3 separate regions of the Sus scrofa genome follow, and all the other regions are linked to region 2. The links are chromatin contacts, called in public HiChIP or PLAC-seq maps. All regions are on one chromosome and are shown on one strand. Each heading gives the region's core, a stretch centred on a gene start, on an enhancer-like site or on the middle of the called end of the contact. The rest is flanking DNA. Distances are from core to core; before and after follow the strand shown.

Region 1 (2,700 bases), core at 186-2,685, 590 kb after region 2:
AAGGTCTAAATCTGAATGGGACCAAAGAGAAACTCAGTTTTTACCAAATTAGATCATAAAACAGTGAGGTTAGGTGGAGCATGCAAGTTATTTTGTGGATTGTCCTTAACTTCACATTTTCTGCAGTTGGCTCTTCCTTTGAGTTGGCATATATATATATAACTGTATCTGGTATTTAAAAAAGAAAGCTCAGTAAGAGACAAATTCAACTAGGTTCTGTGTTTCCCTTGCTTCTTGCACTCTTAAAAACAACTGCATTTTGCTAAAACCTCTGAAAATGCTAAGGACTTTTTCATTCTAATAAAATGTCATCACAGATTCTAGTAAACTTAAATAACTGCATAAATCAAAAGCTGACAAGTGAAATGAATCACTCAAATATATGTCTAATACTGTACTGATATGCTGAAATTAATTGCCACATTTTAAAATTATTTACTACATTCCCCTTTTACTTAGAGAAATTATGATGTTACCACATACTCAAAGTAAGACAGTTTATTACTCTTCCTATATGACTTACTTGCTACTTATCTACAAATGAGGCTTCTTGTTTTCACAGCCTAATTTAGGCCACTCTTTAAATATAGTTAATACTCCAGAATGAAAGACTGCTTATGTTTTGTCAAAAATCAAGATATATGCAACAAGTAATATAATCCCACTGAGATACTAGTTATAAAGATGTTTTCTCCATGAGATACATGGCAAAAACTTTCTTCAGAAGGGTCAAGAATGCAACATGCATTTCATACTTCTTTTCTCACAAAATTTATAAGAAAAATTTCAAATTATATTTTTATGACACACAAACTACAACCAATGTGTGTGACCCATAAAGGTTTTTAGTTCATGTCAATAGAATGTTTGAGGGAAACTATTAAAACTGTTATTTAAGTGAGTGAGAAGGATGCTCCCTACAGATCTACTTTGAGTCCTTAAAAGAGTTTAGCAGTTTTTCCATTAAGTATTATTTTCCAAGTAAATTAAATAATAATAATGCCTAATTCATATGAAAGCCCTAAATCCCAGAAACATTCAACATTAAAAATCAAATACTTTGTCTCACACTGATTCAGTATTCAGCACTCATACGGGATTTAGCATCACAAAACAGAAATCTCACGATATCACCTGGATTCATGTCAAATGTGTTCACAGCACTCGTCTACATTTACACTTGCAAATTTCACATGATCAATGTTAAAAAAAAAAAAGAAGAGTTTGGCACATATATCAATTCTTCAAAATGTCCCTGTAACTTAACACAACACTGTGCACAACGATGAGTCAACACCAATGTTAACCTGATTGGCAGCTGAACAAGGTGCTTTTGCTTGTAGCTTCACGGGTGTGATGCGCCTGGCCTGGGACGGAGGCACGTAAGGTGCAGTGCGGTAGTGCAATCACTGGAACACCAGAGGGCAGTCTTCCCACGCAGCGCAAGGCCTCAGGTTTCGACCTGCTCTTTCCACATTCTTGCACAATTTCATTCCCACTTGTTGACAATGCTGTTTTCAGAGAATCTGTACATTTGTTTCCTTAAGTGAAGTAAGACAGTCCCACAGAAACCTCAGAGTGTGGCGAGGATCCTTGAAAAGGAGATGATTAATGTCAGTACGGTCTGTCCAACGCCCCACACCAGCGCTTCCAAGGGGGCCATGTTCTTCCCGGCCACTCGGTAAATGCCGGCCACCGCTGCGCCTGCACGGAAAGAGGGCGGGCAGGTCACACGGGCGCTCGTGCTGGGACACGCGGCGCGGCTGTAACTCAGGGTCTCCTGCCATCTCAGCCAAACACGGTACGTCACCCATTATTCTCGTTTTACAATTTTCTATGACTTTCCATGTGGTTGGTAAGTTACCCTCTACCATACCACATTTACCCACAAAACTGGCAACAGGCTTTATAGTCAACTGAAAAATACATATTTACAGCATATCCTGCTTGCCTGACACCAAAAAATGTTCATAAAAATGAATCATTCGGTATTACAATCCCTCAGCTTTGGGGATAATTGGTCATATCCTCAAATTTTAGAACTGGATAATGTTCTCCAATTTTTTGAAGATCATAGCCTTTGTTATCAGAAATTATGTTTGTTTGGGGTTTTTTGTCTTTTGTCTTTTCTAGGGCCGCACTCGTGGCATATGGAGGTTCCCAGGCTAGGGGTGGAATCAGAGCTGTAGCCACCAGCCTGTACCAGAGCCAAAGCGAAGCGGGATCCGAGCCACATCTGCGACTTACACCACAGCTCATGGCAACGCCAGATCCTTAACCCACTGAGCAAGGCCAGGGATTGAACCCGCAACCTTGTGGTTCCTAGTCAGATGTGTTAACCACTGAGCCACGACGGAAACTCCTGTTATCAGAAATTATGTTAAACCTAAGAAATACTGTTTTTACTTTGGATTTACCCTACATTTCCATGACTATTTTCAATTTAAAAAATGACAAACTGGCCTCTATTTCTCCAACAGTAAGCTTTGAAAATGATCCCACAAGTAAAAAATCTAAGCTCAGGCTGCCTGGGAAGTACCAAATTTGTTAATTCAAACAAATTATAAAAGGTTAAGAGCATGGCTTTTGGAGTACTAATTAGTACCTGTGTTACTCTGAGCAGTCACTTAACCTCTCTGTGCTTTATTCCCTCCACTGTAAAATGGGTGGGTATGAAGATTAAGAGGTAATACTTGGAAA
Region 2 (2,761 bases), core at 113-2,612:
GAGACACACGTGGGATAGACATCAGAGGGAGAAATCAGAAAGAGGGAGAGTCAGGTCCTGAGCAAAGCAAAACCCATTAGATGTTAAAGCTCAGGGATAACCTTCTTGGAGTTCTGTTGTGACACAGTGGAAGAGAATCCAACTAGCATCCATGAGGATGCGGATTTGATCCCTGGCCTTGCCCAGTGGTTCGGGAATCCGGCATTGCCATGAGCTATGGTATAGTTTGTCATTGAGGCTCGGATCCTATGTTGCTGTGGCTGTGGTTTAGGCCAGCAGCTGCAGCTCCAATTCGACCCCTGGCCAGAGAAATTCCATATGCCACAGGTACAGCCCTAAAAACCAAAGGGGAAAAAAAAAAATAAGAAGAATCCTCTCTTGGAGGCCCAGTGTGGCTCGGTGGGTTAAGACCAAAACATGGTGTCCATGAGGATGTGGGTTCGGTTCGATCCGATCCCTGGCCTCTCTTGGTGGGTTAAGGATCGAGCATGGCCAGAAGCTGTCATGTAGGTTGCAGACGTAGCTCAGATCTGGTGCTGTGGCTGTGGTGTAGGCCAGCAGCTGTAGCTCTGATTCGACCCCTAGCCTGGGAATTTCCATATGCCATGGGTGCAGCTCTAAAAAGAAAAAAAAAGAATAATCTTCTCTGACCTGGTGCTCATCCTCTCGGGCCTCCTGGGACAGCAGTGTCATCACAATGGGCCTAGGTCGCGGCCCTGCCCAAGAGGCAGGCCCTGGCCTGCTAATGAGAACCTTTGAAACCAAAGAGGAACCAGCCCTGCTCCCTAGGCTTCTGTGATAATCCTGATGGCCTCTGAGTCACCTTTGGCACCATTCTTCCCTTTTCTTGAAGGATAAATCAAGTTTACAATTGGATAGCTCTATTGTCCAGTCTATAGAATCCCAGAGGCCTGACTGCCTCACTCTTCTATGTTCCCTGTTCCATTTGGTCCCAGCTGGCAAGGTTTCTGGTGGTATAATCCCATCTCCATCCTGGTTTCTGGGAAAATGGCTCATTAAATTCGTGGTTTACACCCCTCCTGATCCCCTTATCAAATGAATAAGAACACCTTTCGTGATCTCTTCAGTGTGCCTTCTTCAATTTTGCAAAATGGATAGGCTGAGAATTGTCCACATCGTCAAGCTCTGGTTCCTTTTTGTTTAACAATTCCTTCAATTTCCTCTGTCCTCTTGCATTTTGCTGTAGGCAGTAAGGAGCTCGTAAGCTATGTCTTCAACTGTGCTTAGAACTCTCCTCGGCTAAATATCCAGTTACGTCACTCCCAAGGTCTAAGTTACACAAAACATGAAAACAGAATTCAGCCAAGTTCTTTGCCGCTTTGTCACGAGGCTTGCCTTTCTTCCAGTTTTTGATGCTCTGTTCCTCATTTCTCTCTGAAACTTCATTAGAACGTCCTGCAGGGTCCATAGTTCCACCACCATTCTGTTCATGGTGAAATATGTGTTCCCTAAGATGACAGAGGCTTTCTCTCTAGCCCCCTTGCCCCTTTTCCTTCTGAGCCCTCATCAAAATTGCTTCAATGTCTACATTTCTATCCATAGTCCTTTCGAGGCAACCGAAGCGTTTTCTACCGTGCACCTCAAAACTCTTCTAGACCTCACCCTGCACCCCGTGCCAAAGCCACTTCCACATTTTTAAGCCTTTGTAATAGAAGCACCTCATTCTCTGTACCAACACTTGTCTTTGGTTGCCGTAACAAAATACCACAAACTGGGTTGCTTAGCAGAAATGTGTTTTCTCATAGTTCAGGAGTCTAGATTCCACTTTCTGGTTGCAGATGGCTGCCTTCTTGCTCCACCCACATGCCGCCTTCCCTCTGGGGCCCCCAGGGGTGGGGGCTGGAGTGGGGAGAGAAAGAGCCCTGGTGCCTTCTCCTCTTCTTAGAAGGACAAGTTGTGTAGGAGAACTAAGGCTTCACTCTTACGGCTTCATTTAACCTTGATCACTCCTTATAGACCCATCTCCAAACACGGTCCCATCAAGGCTTAGGGCTTCCACACGTGAATTTAAGGGTTACAGCATTCAATCCATAAGACATGTACAAACAGGAATTCTTCATGAGAATGCTTCTAAAGTTCTCCTTTTTTGCTATAATCCTGGTATTTATTATCGTCCCTTGCTTTAACTCCCTTGAAATTTCCTAGACCAATGCAATTCCCACTTCCAGGAACAGTCATCCTGTGTTGCATGAAAATGTGTTATGAATGTATAAGACTAGCCCTCTTGGGGACCAACATTTGCTGTTCAGCCACAGTGTTTACATACGCCGTCTGCTGGGCAGTGGTTTAGATCCACATGAGGAGATGGGCTCCCAGAAAACAAGAAGATGCTGTGGCCTGGAAAGGGATCCCTGCAACCCAGCCAGGGCAGAACCCTGCACACCACAGAAACAGGGGTCTAGAACATGGCCCGCTACTAGGGTCAGCTCTGAGAAGTATGAGAAAAACATCAGTACCGTGCTTTTACGGTGGACAGGACATTTCCAAAAAGTCATTTAATTACCTCATGTTTATTGAGCACCTGCTTTGCACTGCTCTAGATTCTATTCAGATGCAAATAAATAACACCGAACAGTGTTACATAATAGCAATTGACTTACAAAGATCTTGTAAAGCAGACAGAGTAAGTAGTATTATCCCCAGCTGGAATCGGAAAAACGGAGTTGGAGAGAAGTTAGCATAAGCTAATAACTGACAGGGTAAAGCCTAGATCTTCGGGACTATGGTCCTGTGCTCTTTC
Region 3 (2,700 bases), core at 72-2,571, 520 kb after region 2:
GGCAGCTACAGCTTTGATTTGACCCCTAAACTGAGAACTTCCATTTGCTTATTATGAATGATTTTATGCCAGTAAATTTGATAGCAGAGGTGGCAGAGTTCTTCAAAAACACAAATTTCTAAAACTGACTCAAGAAGAATTAAATGATCATTATAGCTTTATATGTAATAAAGAAGTTGGGGCTGGTGGAAAAGTCATGAATCCTGATTATGGTGAACATATCCATTCATCAAACCTTATCAACTCTACCCTTAAAATGGGTGAATTTGTTGTATGTAAATTGTACTTCAATAAAGTGGATTTAGAAAAAAGGGAGGGAGACAGCTCAGAGGATTTACTCGATTTACTGAAGACCAAGGGGCCCAAACCAAGGTCCTCTGAGTCCCAGCACACAGCTTTCCCACCAGACCATATCGCCTTGGCATTACCATGGGGAAAATGTAGCCATTAGACTCTTGGAGGTGAGAAAAAGAATCACGTCTTTGCCACTGGTCATCTGTTTCTAATTGTTTCCAAAATTTTAATTTAGTCTGCGTTCTGATCTCTGCTCAGGGCAACACACACATAAACCTGGTGAATGAGCTTGGGCTAAGGTAGACCTGATGGCTGCCTGTAGGAGTGATGTGTGAGAAAGCAGGGAGCATGATCTGAACCTCTCCTTTGCCTGTCATTACTCTGCGCTATACTCCTGTCCTTCCTGCCAGAGCTGGAGCTAGGCCTCTGCTCTCCCAGTTCACGGTCTAGGGCTTTGGCTGCTGCACTGGAAGCGATATCCACTGTGAATTAGTGGTGTTCAGCCCTGTACTCAGAGTTTATATGGATATATGCTTTAGACTGAAATGGACATCTAATTCACTCCACAGCTTCAAGGCAGAAAGACCTGCTGCTGCTTTATCCTTCTCCCATTAACATATATATTAACCAGATTAGCCAGCAGTCAGCACTCAGTCCTGAGAGCCTGGGTCGTTTTTTTCGTGCATTTCACAGTCTCCTGACTGTGCATTTCATTGAGAGCAAGGAAAGCTCAAAATGGAGAAGGAAATGAAGTGAATGTAGGGCACTGGCAAGGACAGGCATGCCAGGATGAGATAGCCTAGGATCTCAGCAACACGGGAGATGCCCAGGCCTCCAAGAGAGTGCGCCCAAAATCAGGGGGAGGAAGAATACCCAAAGCATGCAGTTGCTGACTCTACTGTTTCCCTTAGAGCATGGGACACTGCGGTTTGGTGGAAAGTACGTGACTTTCAAAACCAGGCAAATCCTGGTTTGAGTGCTATTTAGTTTCTGAGTGAACTTGGGCAAATGATTTAACCTCTCTGAACTTCCACTTCCTCACCATGCAATGAAAGTAATAACGTCTTCTTAGTATCGTTAGAAGATTTAAAGGGCCGTGACACACACGAAAAAGCCACATTGCATATTTTGTTCCCCCTTTCTTTTCTTCCATCCCCTCTTCCTAGCTCCCTTGATACATAAAATGATAGAAATAGAAGACGCTCTAAAAGCCTGTAGTGCAGCACTCTCCTCATGTAAATAAGAGAAACAAGAGGCTTGCTGGTGATCTCACTGCTGGCCTTTGGCAATGCTGAGAGCACCTGAATAGTGTGATCTTTCCACCATGCCCCAGGCCGTCTAGCTGAATTGCTAATTCTAAGTCCCAATTTCCAAAATGTATATGTACATGAATTTAAAGGTCTGTATCCAAGGACAGCTCTCTTATATGACATTTTTTACTCAAGAACCCTAAACTAGACCCTTGCCTATTTTAAAACTTCTCTGATGAATGGCTTATAAACCTCTGGTAGACTTATAACCCAAAACATATCTGTCTCCCCACAAGTACCTCTCAGTAAATTCCACTTTCTGGAACAAGGCAGTACCAGGAATTCCCAAGATGGAGCCTCAAACGCCTCAAGGTCCACAGTCACTTGTTCAGAACACCTAGACCTCCTTCAGACTTTGAGAGGAGAGCTCCTCTATTTTGTGAGTCTGAGGGAAAGCTGGACTCTGACAGCTACAACAGAAGGAGGAGGGGTAGATGTTCCCTCCACCCACACCTATGACTAGAACTGAGTGATGTCATATATACTCTGTCAGTCGGATGTTTCCATCATATCATGATCCTTCAGGGAGTGATGCTTTAATTAGGGTTATTGCACCATCAGGGCAGCAATATAGCGTTCGTGGCAGTAGTGTCTAAAGCTGTGTTTCTCAACCTAGTTTTCATTATTGCTCCCTAAGGAGAATTTTCAGACATTTTTTCCTAAATTTCCCCCATTATGTAGTTTTGAGATAACAGATACACAGTATATCTGCTTATACTCTATGTATATCCAGGCTTTATACATAAATAGTAGAATTTATGTATTTTCCCTTTTCAGGGTTGATATTCCTGTTGAGAATGCATGGTCTAGAAGATGTGTCCAGCAGGGGCATCACAACCCCATGTTGCTATGAATCAATAATAGCAGTGTATCTTATTCCTTGGCATCTTTGGTCCCCTACCCATCTTCATCCATCTCTGAGTTACCTGGGATTTTTCCAATAGGGTCCTATCTTGGTTCACATTTACCTGGAAGCATACGCTAAGGCAAGAGTTCAAGTGTAGATAGTTTATTTGGGAGGTGATCCCAGAACACCAGCAGGAGAGCTGGGGAGTAGAACGGAGAAAGAAGCAGTTGAGTGTGTTGCCAAGCCAGT

The links. HiChIP or PLAC-seq counts read pairs in DNA pulled down with a chosen protein or histone mark.
Region 1: an H3K27ac HiChIP or PLAC-seq map of alveolar macrophages shows a contact between it and region 2. The contact joins two enhancer-like sites. A contact is called at or near these places in 10 of 47 Hi-C or Micro-C datasets (alveolar macrophages, embryonic fibroblasts, heart right ventricle and 6 more) and 1 of 2 datasets of contacts at active chromatin or transcription factors (alveolar macrophages).
Region 3: an H3K27ac HiChIP or PLAC-seq map of alveolar macrophages shows a contact between it and region 2. The contact joins two enhancer-like sites. A contact is called at or near these places in 13 of 47 Hi-C or Micro-C datasets (alveolar macrophages, embryonic fibroblasts, fetal skeletal muscle and 7 more) and 2 of 2 datasets of contacts at active chromatin or transcription factors (alveolar macrophages and skeletal muscle).

The regions. Positions count from the first base shown.
Region 1 is chr7:8,123,431-8,126,130 of Sscrofa11.1, reverse strand. TMEM170B (transmembrane protein 170B) reads right to left here. Exons shown (of 3, transcript XM_003482132.4): 3 at 1-1,704. The coding sequence ends at 1,574. Among named protein-coding and RNA genes, the nearest start is that of MIR7136, 10 kb to the left of the region's middle. Within about 2 kb of position 1,435, at least 5 of the 83 cell types and tissues checked have an H3K27ac peak or open chromatin away from gene starts, as enhancers often do. A contact at or near this core is called in alveolar macrophages, where this site is marked.
Region 2 is chr7:8,713,667-8,716,427 of Sscrofa11.1, reverse strand. No RefSeq gene overlaps it. Among named protein-coding and RNA genes, the nearest start is that of EDN1, 37 kb to the left of the region's middle. Within about 2 kb of position 1,362, at least 8 of the 83 cell types and tissues checked have an H3K27ac peak or open chromatin away from gene starts, as enhancers often do. A contact at or near this core is called in alveolar macrophages and retroperitoneal adipose tissue, where this site is marked.
Region 3 is chr7:8,192,257-8,194,956 of Sscrofa11.1, reverse strand. No RefSeq gene overlaps it. Among named protein-coding and RNA genes, the nearest start is that of MIR7136, 58 kb to the right of the region's middle. Within about 2 kb of position 1,321, at least 3 of the 83 cell types and tissues checked have an H3K27ac peak or open chromatin away from gene starts, as enhancers often do. A contact at or near this core is called in alveolar macrophages and retroperitoneal adipose tissue, where this site is marked.